Regions from separate parts of the Mus musculus genome. Here all the other regions are linked to region 3. A link is a contact called in public Micro-C and promoter capture Hi-C data. All regions are on one chromosome and are shown on one strand. The core of a region is the stretch at or near the end of the contact, and the rest is flanking DNA. Distances in the headings are between cores, read along the strand shown. Region 1 has its middle 17 kb from the start of Aldh3a1. Region 2 has its middle 22 kb from the start of Tnfrsf13b. Region 3 holds the start of Epn2 (epsin 2). Region 4 has its middle 30 kb from the start of Aldh3a2.

Region 1 (2,700 bases), core at 27-2,526, 350 kb before region 3:
AAGCCAGACGTCTTTCTTCTAATCACACTATCTGTATTTGGTCAGCAGAGACTAGCTTCTGCTACCAGAGAAAGTTCACCTCAAGATGCTGGCGGTTAAGTTGGCAGGAGACTCCGGTGTCACCTAAGCAGGGGGAGGAGGAGACAGGGAAGTCCACCAGATCAGCATCTCTCAAACTCGACTGGACAGAGTCTGGGTTCCTGGAGCGGACAGGATGCTGGAAACATGGGGAAGCAACAGTTATTTGTGAGCAACAAGGGTGTCTACCATATATATGGGCAGAGAAAGCCAAACACAAATGAATGAATAAGAAAAATCCAAGGCAGCCATGTTGTGAAGATAATGAAACTCCCAGTAGCCAAAGAAAACAGTTATGTGTGGAAAGTGGCTTGGGGGAGTCCAGCATAATCGGTAGAGTGTTTGCCTAGCACGAAACCCAAGTTTCTATCTCCAGCATTGTGTACAACCCTCATGGTGCCTGTGATCCCCGCACTAGAGAAAAGGAGGCAGGAGGATCCGAAGGATGGATGTTTAGGGCCATCCTTAGCCGGAGAGAGGAAGCACAGCCTGGGCTAGGAACCCTGTCTCGAAAGTAAGGAAGTAAAGACGGCCCAGCTTTCACTAGGGATTAGCATGACTGGGTGTGGCAGTTGCGTCTTCTCTTAGAAGATCTAATGGGAGAGCGTGCCGGGAGGGTGTGGAGCCAGATGCCAGCCTTGCTTTGTATTTGTTATGGAGCTATACCAGCCAGGCGTAAGTACCCGAAGTAAACCAGTCTGAGTTTTCAACAGAAAAGGGCTTTGGGACTCTGCAGAAGCAGCAAGAGAGCCAGATGAGGAGGCAAGGCTTGCACAGGCCCCCAAGAAGGGTCCCTGGGATGCATCGATCCCATGTGGACGCATCTATCTGTGGTATTTAAGGACTCATGGTTTTGGTCTCATCCCAAGGATCAGACAATGGTATGGAGAACTGGTTCAACTGCCTTTGACTCCCAACAAAGAGGTGACTGGACACAGGATTTACTGGCTCACCCTCATTCAAAGTACCTGTCGATCAAAAGCAGCCAAGTTTCATACAATGTCTCTAAATGGCAGACCTTAATTTTTACCTAATGTCCTGACTCCAAGGGAGTATGGGAAATGTTCAGATTTCTGGCCGCTGATGCTGAGAAAGTTGTAAGGAGAAGTGAGAATGGCAGGGGTGGGGCAGGTGAGGGTGGAGGGTGGTTGTGCCATGTTTTCAGCACTAGTTGGGGGAGGGGCAAGGGAGGGCAGGGCAGGGAGGGTTGTTGCTCAGCTCCCATGCCTACGTTTTTCATAACTGACTATAGTTCTCATGTTTGCCTCCTAGGGCTGGCCTGTGGCTTAGATGAGCTCATTTGTTGACGTCCTGCCTTTGCAAGGGACAGTTTGTTAGCTATTATTTTGGATACTCCTGAAGTTTCCCTTATTCTGGAATGGGCTCCAAGATTGCAGTTGGTAGAAAGCTTGCAGAAGGCTTAGAAAGAATGGCCCTGAGAGGGTGGCTCAGTGGTAGTCTGGGGACAGCTGAGCCCCTCCCTGTCTGTTAATATGTCCTGGACAGGCTGCTGTCCTATTTGAAGCAAGGGAGCCATCCAGCGAGGGTGTTACATAAGCCATATCTTTCCCTTTGTTTACAGGAAATTCTGAGAAGATCAACTGGGCTTGGCCTAAACTGCTTAAATCCTCAAGGCAACAGAAATTGTCCGGGCAAGCCAGGCAACCATATGCAAACCATCTGCCCAGGCCCATCGCCAGGCTGGCAGGCTGGGCGGCTGCTGACAGCCTCTCACCAGCCACCTTCTCTCCAAGATCTGGGGCCTGGCGCAGGAAGCTATGTAGTATATGGGCAGCAACCATGCACCCACCATGGCCCTGGGCTTGCTGCCTCTGCTCTCCTTGCAGGGCAGAGGGGGAGGCGCTTTCACCCAGCGCTGAGAGGATGGATAGGTGGGGAGCAGGCCGCCTCTGCTCTGATTTGAGCTTCTAAGTAGAGGATGAGAACACACACACAGCGTCTTTCTCCCTCACAATGACAGTGGCTGGAGGAAGCTTCAAAATTCCCCAGGGTCAATACTCTTGTCCTCCCGAGAATGCTGCCAGGCCTGGTCCCAAGCACTGTGATCACAGTGTTATCCTGGGAGCAGGTGTCAGATGTGACCTTCCAGGTCCTCATGCTACCTTCGAGGAAATGAATGTCACTGCTGGTAACAGTCTGTCTAGCTTGAGAAAGACTGCTCTGTTTCCAGTGGCTCGAGTGTCTGCTGGAGGGTTAGTTGTTGGGAAACTGAGTGGCATTCCAGCTACTTTTCCTACCGTGAGAAGGCCAAGGGTATACACCAGAGAAGTCCTGGCCTCAGCTAGCAGCTCTGACAGAAGACAGTTGGACCTTACAGAGTGTCTAGACAGAGTTCTGTTTTTCAAGCCAACCTCAGCTTTGTAAGGGTTCGAAAATCACTGAAGGAAGGCCCCAGACTCAAGCAGTGTGCAAAAATAAAGAGCCTTTATTCTGCAGAAATAACCAGCATGTGTGGGTCTACCATTATCTAAAATGGTGAGCCCAGACAAAGATGTGCAGGTCTTCTTATAGGGAACTGGGGGGAACTCTCTAGAAGGATTGGGTAATCTAAAATTTCATTGGTGGATGCTGGAAGGGGGGGTGTCACAGGTTGTCAGTGGT
Region 2 (2,700 bases), core at 33-2,532, 480 kb before region 3:
GACACAAAGCAGAGAGCAACTAGCAAAGTACAGCTCCAGTGGCGTATGTCCCCCAAGAGGCCACATTTCCTAACGGTGTCACCAACTACAAAGGAAATATTCAAATGCAAAAGCCTGTGTAGGGGGGAACATTCTCCTACCCTCCACCCCCCCCAAAACAATGGTAACTCAATCGCTGTGCAGCAACTAAAATCCTAGTCTGTAAGCCTTATTAAATCTAAATCCTCCTGTGGCGAATCCTGACGGATCGACCATTGAAACCGGGAGACACTAGTAATTACATCTGTCCTCGCGCTATTCCCATCCAAAAAGCTGTGGGGAGCATTCTTACTCAAACCATCACATTCCATTCTTTGGCTCTCATGGGGTCATGAACATATTGTAATACAAAATTTATTTATCTAAACTTTACAGTCTTTCACAGTCTTAACACTGTTTAAAAGTCCAAAGCTTATTCTGAGATGCCAGGCAGTCTCTAAATTATTTGTAACCCTCTGCAAAATCAGAAAGCAAATTACATACTTCCAACTTAGAATGCCATTCTAAGAGGGAGAAATGGGGCCACAGTGAGGGAATACTGGACTAGAGCAAGACCAGATGCCAGCAGGGCAAACACCAAATCCTATGGCCCCACACTCAGTGTAGAAGGGCTTAGACGGCTCTCTCCACCCAACTGTACTGTCTAGAACATACTTCTACTTCGTATATGCAGTTTTTCTTAGCAGCCTTCAGCTTTGGCACCTCCAACATCTTGGGGCCTCCAGTGCAATCCAGGCTTCACATTCACAGCGGGGAGTAGCCGGAGTTTCAGCATAAGGACTTGGGCATGGTCTGGCAGACTTTGTTCAAGGTCTATTCTAACAATGAGGTGTTGAGCCAAAAGTTGGCCTTCCCACAGGAACAAGAGAAGGACATTTTCTCCCTTCTGGGAACCCATTTTGCTGACTGGAAATTTGCTCCAGGGTAGTTTCGAGCACACATGGCTGACATGCCCTGGGTCACAATGGCAGCAAAGCCCTTCTACCGGGGGCTGGGTTTGTTTCCTCTAATCATGTCTAACCTTTGACATTACAAGAAATTGCTATCTACAGTGTTCACACGTGAGAACATGCAGTTGTGCCACGATATCCCCCTTTCAAAACTACCCAAACAAACAAAAAGCCAATCTCATAATCTTGCGAGAAACTTTGGGATTTCGTACTGGGCCACGTTCCTCGTTTTCCTTCACTGCGTGCAGACAGCTTCCGTGGAACTCTCTTCTACATCGGGACTGAACCAGAGTGCCACTAGGTGGCGCTAGAGGATTGCCTGGGCCAGTCAGGGACTGGTCGGTTGTTAATACCAGTGTGCCGACCTACAATCCTTGCTTCGGTTTTTCAGCTTTTTTCCAACTGGACACTTTTGTCTCTCATTTTCTGAAGACCATGAAGAGTTTGTGCAGTAAAGTTGGCAAGGGATTCTGGAGACTTCGGTCTAGTCTCAAAGCTTTTGCTTAGTGTCAGTGCCAGGAAGGGCAGTCTGTAATACAGTCAAAATGGCTTGGCCTTCCCGACGCCCAGGGTCTCCTTTGGATACTTGCTCAGGCTTTTAGCTATCCAAGAAGGCAGGGTTCTCAGAGACTCCGTGTTATCGCCCATCACCAGTCATAGTTAGTGGATTTGTCTGCAGCCTTCTTTCGTTCCCTTGAACGGTCTTGATGGAACCTCACCTCATTGTCTCCTGCTATGATCATACAGGCTCTGTATTAGCATCCCAATGGAGCCCGGCCTGGCGGCTAACTTATGAATATTAACTTTATCAGCCCAGCTGTGTGCTAAAGACCAGATTGAGACCTGTCACGTGTGCAGCAGGCAGTTAGGATTATATATCTACTTTTCCATGTTAGGTCAAAAGCCTCAACGGGTCCTTAATGAAGGTGGTGGAAAATACTGAATAAACAACCCTCCTCTGGGTTGTACTTGAGACAGGTCAGACATGGGAAAGGGACATGCATTTGGTGGTGCCACCCATTAGCCACCCATGGAGGCAAAGGGTGTTCTCTGCGGGAGAGGGCATAGTCATTATTCCAGGTTCCCTATGTGAAGTTCCTGAGTGAGTATGTGGGGATAATGCAGCTCCGAGAGAGAACCCTGCATGTAGAGAGCAGTAAGGGGCTGGGGCAGGAGAAGCCAAGAGGGAGGCGAGAGCAGAGCTACCTGGAGGCAGAGAAGCCAGTGTTTGAGTAAAGGCTGGGTGCACAGAAAGGAAAGGTCACCAAGGGTGTCATATGAGCCGCATATGGTGTCCAATCACAGTGGAAAGCTGGGGGGGGGGGGGTAGGAGGAGCCATGAAGTATATAGACTACGAAGGCAACCCAGAGTCCTTCCTAAGTTACCCACATAAAGGTTTAATTACAGGATGATCACAGCTCAATGTGTCTGAGGTTGCCAGAATTCTTGATCTATTAGGAAGTAAAACAAAATGGTCGCTCTGTGTGTGTGTGTGTGTGTGTGCACGCGCTTTGTAAGTCTAGGGATCAAATTTAGACCAGTTTTTGAGATTATGTGCCAGGACCAGTCATAGAGGTCAGAATTCCATCATTTAGGTGCTTCTGAAAGCAGGTGACCTCGCTGATTGACAGGGCCAGTCAGTAAGTCTCACCATACTGACACAACTGAGGTGTGCTCTAAGCTGAGCATCCCTTTCCCCTTTGTGTTAGA
Region 3 (2,700 bases), core at 191-2,690:
TCATTACCAACAATACATAGATGGAAAGCTTAATTACCAATGCAAAGCCGATCACCGAGAGAGAATCCAGTATCTGCCGCTATCACTCTAAATCTAGAGTTACAAGACCACAAAGTTCCCGTTAAGTCTTTCTTATATTACATAATAGGGACATGGATCAAAGAAATTCACCTTTTTCAATCATTTCAACCCAATTTCAATCCCTTCTTCCACAGGGTATTTTCTTGACTGTGCAAAAGAAGAATTCACACTTCTTTCTCATCTTCCCTTGCCCATTTTCTTGTATGAATGTTAAAAATAGCAGGCAAGCGATTTGGGGGAATCCTAAACGTTGAAGAAATCCTTAAGTGTCCCAGAGTTGGGGCTTCCAGCTGTGTCAAACACCCTATCCCTAGATGACCTTGGGCAAGCTAACACATTTTGGGCCTTAGTTCCCCTAGTCAAAAAACACAAGAATAGCTAAATCCTATCTTTTCTGAAACATAGACTTCAAATGCGTTCCCAAGGCAGCACTAAAGTGAAGAGGCCGCTGGGAAGGACTGAGGCCCGAGACCAAGCAACAGACTTACACCGGCCGACCTAGGGTTTCTAGGGAGCTCAGACAATCTGCTCCCCCTGCAAAACCACTGGGCCAACTTCAGGTTGCAAACAAAAACCTGTTGGCCCGGACTCCTCTAGGAATGGCCTGCCTCTCCCAACGCGCTCGGCTCGCGCTCCGACGAAGCCGGCCCACGGGAGAGCGAGGGTCTCCCGGAAGAGGCCGACCCCACGCGCGGCTCGCCCACCCGGACTCGCCCAACAGGGCCGCCAGGTCTCTGCCATCCCACGCGGAACAAAAGGCAGCTGGAGCCTGGCTTCGCCGCCCCCGTCCCCGCTGTGCTGTGGAGTGGGGGCCGGGAAGGGGAATCCAGTCCCGGGGGCGAGAAAGACGTGGGGAAGAGTATCCCCTTCCCCCGGTCCCCTGAGGGAGGGCCGGCCGGCTCGGACCCGGTTCGAGGGGCGAGCACGCTCTGGGGAGGGGCGGGGTTGTTCCAAACTGAAGGCTCTGTCGCTGAGGTGTGAGGCGAGGACAGGAGCCAAAGCCGGGAGGCAGACGTCGCCTCTCTCTCGGCTCCGAGCGGGCTCAGGTGGGGCGGGGCCTGGCTGAGCCGTCCAGCCGGGTGGGGTCCGGCTGGCCGCACGGTGCACGCCCCGGCCGGCGAGGGGGAAGCCGGTGCTCTTAGGGGCGTCCACGCACTGGAAGAGAAGGTCTGCGCGCAGCCCCGCCCCGCCCCGACTCCCGAGCCACCACCACACCAAGCCCCGCGAGTCCCGGCTCACCTCCGTTCCTGGCCAGCGCGAGTGCAAGGCTGCAGCCGCCGGCGACGCGGGAGAAGCGGGAGCGACCCGAGCCTGTGCAGCGTTTGACACCCACACGCCAGCCAACATGGCGGCCGAGAGGGGGCGCGCCGGCAGCGAGCGCGCGCGCGCGAGCCCCGCCCTCCGAGCGCGGAGGCTCCTCCCACACACACTGGCTCCGCCCTGCCTCGCTCCTAGGCCCCGCCTCCAAACCGGTCCGCCCCTCCCACATATGCCCCCAAGGCCTTCTCTAAATAGCTCCTGCTTCTACACAAACCTAACAAATTTATGAAGCCCTAACTCAGAGTCCAACACATCCCCCCTACCTCAACAATTCCCCAGGGCATACATAACTACCTTAACCATCAATCCATGCTCCTCCCTTAAATCCTCAAGCACAGAACCCCGCCTAGCCTAATCAGAACCATGGTCTCCTAGTATTTCCTCTTGCACGTGAAAAATGTTGTGATGAAGAGACAGGAAGGAGGCCAGGTGCCAGACAGGGTTGATTTATTTTGCTACAAGTGCGTTCACTTCATGAAGATTCACTTATGCATATTTCAGATTTGTATACTTTTCTGTGTGTGCATTTCAATAAAAAGGTTGAGTCCAGAACTTTGGCAGCCCAAGTGGTTGAACCCTCGGCCGCTCGAGTCTCCCATGATTCATCAGGATACTGGGATTTAGCAACCCCAACTGCAAGCCTGCAGTCTCACTCTTATGCACCCAACAAAGCAATGTAGGGCCGGCCACATGCCAAGCTACAGCACACAGAGGCAGGCCAGAGATGAGAGCAGAGCCTTATACAAGAAGGTAAGGAGAGTCCTTTCCCTCTTTCCCCAAGAGAGGATCTCAGAAGGGTCAGAACTGAAGGCTAGACCCCAAAACTGCTAGCAGAGAGCCCTCATAACAGGGTCTAGGACATGAATCAGGGCTCAAGGGGAGAGTACAGGGAACTATTTCAGTTGTTTGAATATGCTTGGCCCAGGGAATGGCACTATTAGGAGAATAGGCCTTGTTGGGGTGGGTGTGGCCTTGTTAGAAGAAGTGTGTCACTGTGGGAGTGGGCTTTGAGACTCCTAGCTGCCTGGAAGACACTCTTCTGTTGGCCTTCAATTTAAGATGTAAAACTCTCAGCTCCTCAAGCAGTGTGCCTGCCTGGACTGTGCCCTGCTTCCTGCCATGTTGGTAATGGACTGAACCTCTGAACCTGTAAGCCAGCTTCAATTAAATGTTGTTTTTATAACAGTTGCCAGGCTAGAAAGATGGCTTAGCGGTTAAGAGCACTGACTGTTCTTCTGAAGGTCCTGAGTTCAAATCCCAGCAACCACATGGTGGCTCACAACCATCTGTAATGAGATC
Region 4 (2,700 bases), core at 156-2,655, 280 kb before region 3:
CCTCAAACCAGATCATGGTAATTAACATTTACAAGAAAGCAGTCCAGTCAAAAGTATATACTGTGTGACACACTACAGCTTTCACAGCGAGATGGGTTTTCTTTTTCCATTTTATTTTTTTATATTTTGTTTTCTTTTGAGGGGGAGGTTGCAAGGGCAGAGAGTTGATATGGAGGGACAGGGAGATGAATGGAACTGGGATGCATGTTATGAAATTCACAAAGAATCAATAAATTGTTTTTTTTTTAAGAGCAAATCACATTTTTCCAACATACAATTGCATACTTCCTAGAAGTGTTATAGCTCTGAGGGGAAAACCTTCCCCAATGGGGCTGTTACCACTCTCCTGGCAAAAGTATCCTTGGAACTTGGAGTGAAGGAATACTACAATGTCACATCACACATCAAACCTCACACAAAAGATTAGGAGGGGGAAAACCCAGTGTCTACCTCTACTCAGACAGAAACAGCAGGAAACAGAACAGAAGACAGGCTGTATATAGGGTCTCTTGAGGGAGTGGAGATTTCCAGGGTAGCCTGGGATTGGAGGGACTCTGTGGCCTGATCTTAAAGCCCAGGGATTGGTGTTTGTTTGTTTGGTTTTGTTTTTTTCCCCTTGTTCCTGGTCTGGGGCCTTGGGGTCAAGTCAGGGTCAGGGTTTTCTTTCCTTGACCCTTTTACCCTACACTTTCAATATAAAGAATATAAATTACCATTACAAAAGGGAGGAGACTGGGTATAGGGAGGAAACACTAGGCCAAAGCAAGACTGAGACCCAGCAGGGCAAACCAAGTTCTATAGCCCCGTATCTGTAGTCAGAGGGCTTAGATGAAGCAGCCCTTCCAGCTTTGCTACCTGAAGTACATGTCTGTATCCTGGACTAGTTCTGTTCCCTGTGTGGAGATGCCATGGCTCTGGGGGATCTCAAACACAATCCAGGATTCACTTTCACAGCTTTGTGCAATGATCTCTCAGGGTCTCCTCTGCTACGTACCTGACCTCAGTAGCGTTCCTTAACAGTAGAGGAAGATTCTAAATACTAAACGGGAAATACTAAAAAAGAACCGGCACGTTTCCATGCTTGTGCGGGCAATGGCCGGCCTATTATCTTGTGGAGACTCTGACTCAGAACTTCAAAATCTCCACCCAGCTCACTAGGTTCCCACTCATGGGTTGCTACCACGCCAGCCCCGTGCTTCAATACCCCCGCGGCCTTTGAGGTGCACATCAGGTAAACCCATGCTTTGCTGCTGTACCTTTCTCTCTGGAACTGAGAGAAGAAAAACACCGCACAAACTTAGTTCAGAAACAAGGATAACCTGGAAGTCCCTCTTACTCCCCCAGTGATTGCCTCCTTTATTCACTAGGGGATTGGTTCACAAGAAGTCACCTGAGTGTGTGACTCACTCCTTGTCTGCAACTCCTCCCAGGAGAGCAGAATTAGCATCAAAATGCAAACAGCCCCAGGCCCATGCACAGCATCCCACCACCTCTTTATCTGCGAAACTATGTGGATGATATTGCTAAGTTTGACTCTGGACTTGAGGAAACAAACACAAGTTGGAAGCTTAGCTTGGTAGGTTCTTCCACTGGGAGGAGAGGAAAGCAACTAGGGTTGGCAACCATTCTCCAGGGTGCCACGGATCCCTTTTTAGAACCTGTTGGGTTTCCTGAGGGTTATACAAAGAATGAAGGAGTGTGGCTTTGGGCATTTAGGCTTGTAGAGAGAATCTCTTGTGTACTGTGTGGAAGCATCACCTGTCAATAAAAACTGATGGCCAGTAAACTGGGGAAGGATTAGAAGATGGGACACCTGGCAGAGAGAGAGAGAGAGAGACAGACAGAGAGAGAGAGAGAGAGAGAGAGAGAGAGAGAGAGAGAGAGAGAGAGAATGAATTCTGGTAAGCAGCCAGGAATTCTGGTAAGCAGCCAGGTGTGAGAGATTCGTCATGAGGACTCAAAGGAAGTCAGATGTATGAAATGGAGGAAAGGTAACCAGCCACGTGGCACTGTATAAAAGAGTAAATAGTTAACTGAGTTATGAGCTGGCCAGAGAACAAGCCTAGTTTGAGGCAGAGGCATTTATTAATAAATAGCAAGCCTCCAAGTTGTCATTCAGAAACTGGGGCACAGGTGGAAAAGCCCATAGGCTGCATTGAGTGGAAGCCATGATGGCTGTTAGTGCAGGTGATGTCACCAGACAACTGTCAGTGTAGTCCTCTGGGTGGACATTGTGATGCTTCATGGCCACTGATTTGGAAGGCAGACGGCTTCAGCTAGGTACAAAATCAGGGTCATGCTTAATAGTAATCATTTTATGAACACTGAAGAGGCTCCTTTGTCATGGTTAAAATTAATTGGGGGTTTCTACCCGCTTATGATCATTTAGTTCCCAAATAAAAGACAGAGAACTCTTTTTAAAATTTTTTACTAGATATTTTATTTACTTTTTTTGTTTGTTTGTTTTTGGTTTTGTTTTGTTTTTGTTTTTCTTTGAGACAGGGTTTCTCTGTATACCCCTGGCTGTCCTGGAACTCACTCTGTAGACCAGGCTGGCCTTGAACTCAGAAATCTGCCTTCCTCTGCCTTCTGAGTCCTGGGATTAAAGGTGTGTGCCACCATGCCCGGCTATTTACATTTTAAATGTTATCCCCTTTCCTAGTTTCCCCTCCGAAAATCCCCTTCCCTCTCCCCCTGCTC

Evidence for each region. Promoter capture Hi-C pulls out the DNA fragments that hold promoters and counts their contacts. Hi-C and Micro-C count contacts between places; a contact is called where the count stands out from the background.
Region 1: a promoter capture Hi-C map of hippocampal neurons shows a contact between it and region 3, with 2.4 times the contacts expected there. The contact joins the enhancer-like site here to the promoter of Epn2 in region 3. A contact is called at or near these places in 13 of 39 promoter capture datasets (the 3T3-L1 cell line, 3T3-L1-derived adipocytes, the HPC-7 cell line and 8 more) and 1 of 484 Hi-C or Micro-C datasets (reprogramming fibroblasts).
Region 2: a contact with region 3 is called in a promoter capture Hi-C map of pre-B cells, with 1.9 times the contacts expected there. The contact joins the enhancer-like site here to the promoter of Epn2 in region 3. A contact is called at or near these places in 11 of 39 promoter capture datasets (the 3T3-L1 cell line, the HPC-7 cell line, cranial neural crest and 5 more), 1 of 115 datasets of contacts at active chromatin or transcription factors (embryonic basal ganglia) and 1 of 9 other capture datasets (embryonic stem cells).
Region 4: a contact with region 3 is called in a Micro-C map of embryonic stem cells, with 3 times the contacts expected there. The contact joins the enhancer-like site here to the promoter of Epn2 in region 3. A contact is called at or near these places in 3 of 39 promoter capture datasets (cranial neural crest, embryonic stem cells and liver), 1 of 484 Hi-C or Micro-C datasets (embryonic stem cells) and 1 of 9 other capture datasets (macrophages).

Annotation. Positions count from the first base shown.
Region 1 is chr11:61,224,470-61,227,169 of GRCm38.p6, forward strand. It overlaps a transcript of Aldh3a2 not described here. Among named protein-coding and RNA genes, the nearest start is that of Aldh3a1, 17 kb to the left of the region's middle. Within about 2 kb of position 1,277, at least 41 of the 459 cell types and tissues checked have an H3K27ac peak or open chromatin away from gene starts, as enhancers often do. A contact at or near this core is called in 3T3-L1-derived adipocytes, hippocampal neurons and reprogramming fibroblasts, where this site is marked.
Region 2 is chr11:61,103,204-61,105,903 of GRCm38.p6, forward strand. No RefSeq gene overlaps it. Among named protein-coding and RNA genes, the nearest start is that of Tnfrsf13b, 22 kb to the right of the region's middle. Within about 2 kb of position 1,283, at least 21 of the 459 cell types and tissues checked have an H3K27ac peak or open chromatin away from gene starts, as enhancers often do. A contact at or near this core is called in pre-B cells, where this site is marked.
Region 3 is chr11:61,578,247-61,580,946 of GRCm38.p6, forward strand. It overlaps Epn2 (epsin 2), which reads right to left and starts at 1,441. Exons shown (of 11, transcript NM_001252188.2): 1 at 1,321-1,441.
Region 4 is chr11:61,296,101-61,298,800 of GRCm38.p6, forward strand. No RefSeq gene overlaps it. Among named protein-coding and RNA genes, the nearest start is that of Aldh3a2, 30 kb to the left of the region's middle. Within about 2 kb of position 1,406, at least 23 of the 459 cell types and tissues checked have an H3K27ac peak or open chromatin away from gene starts, as enhancers often do. A contact at or near this core is called in embryonic stem cells, where this site is marked.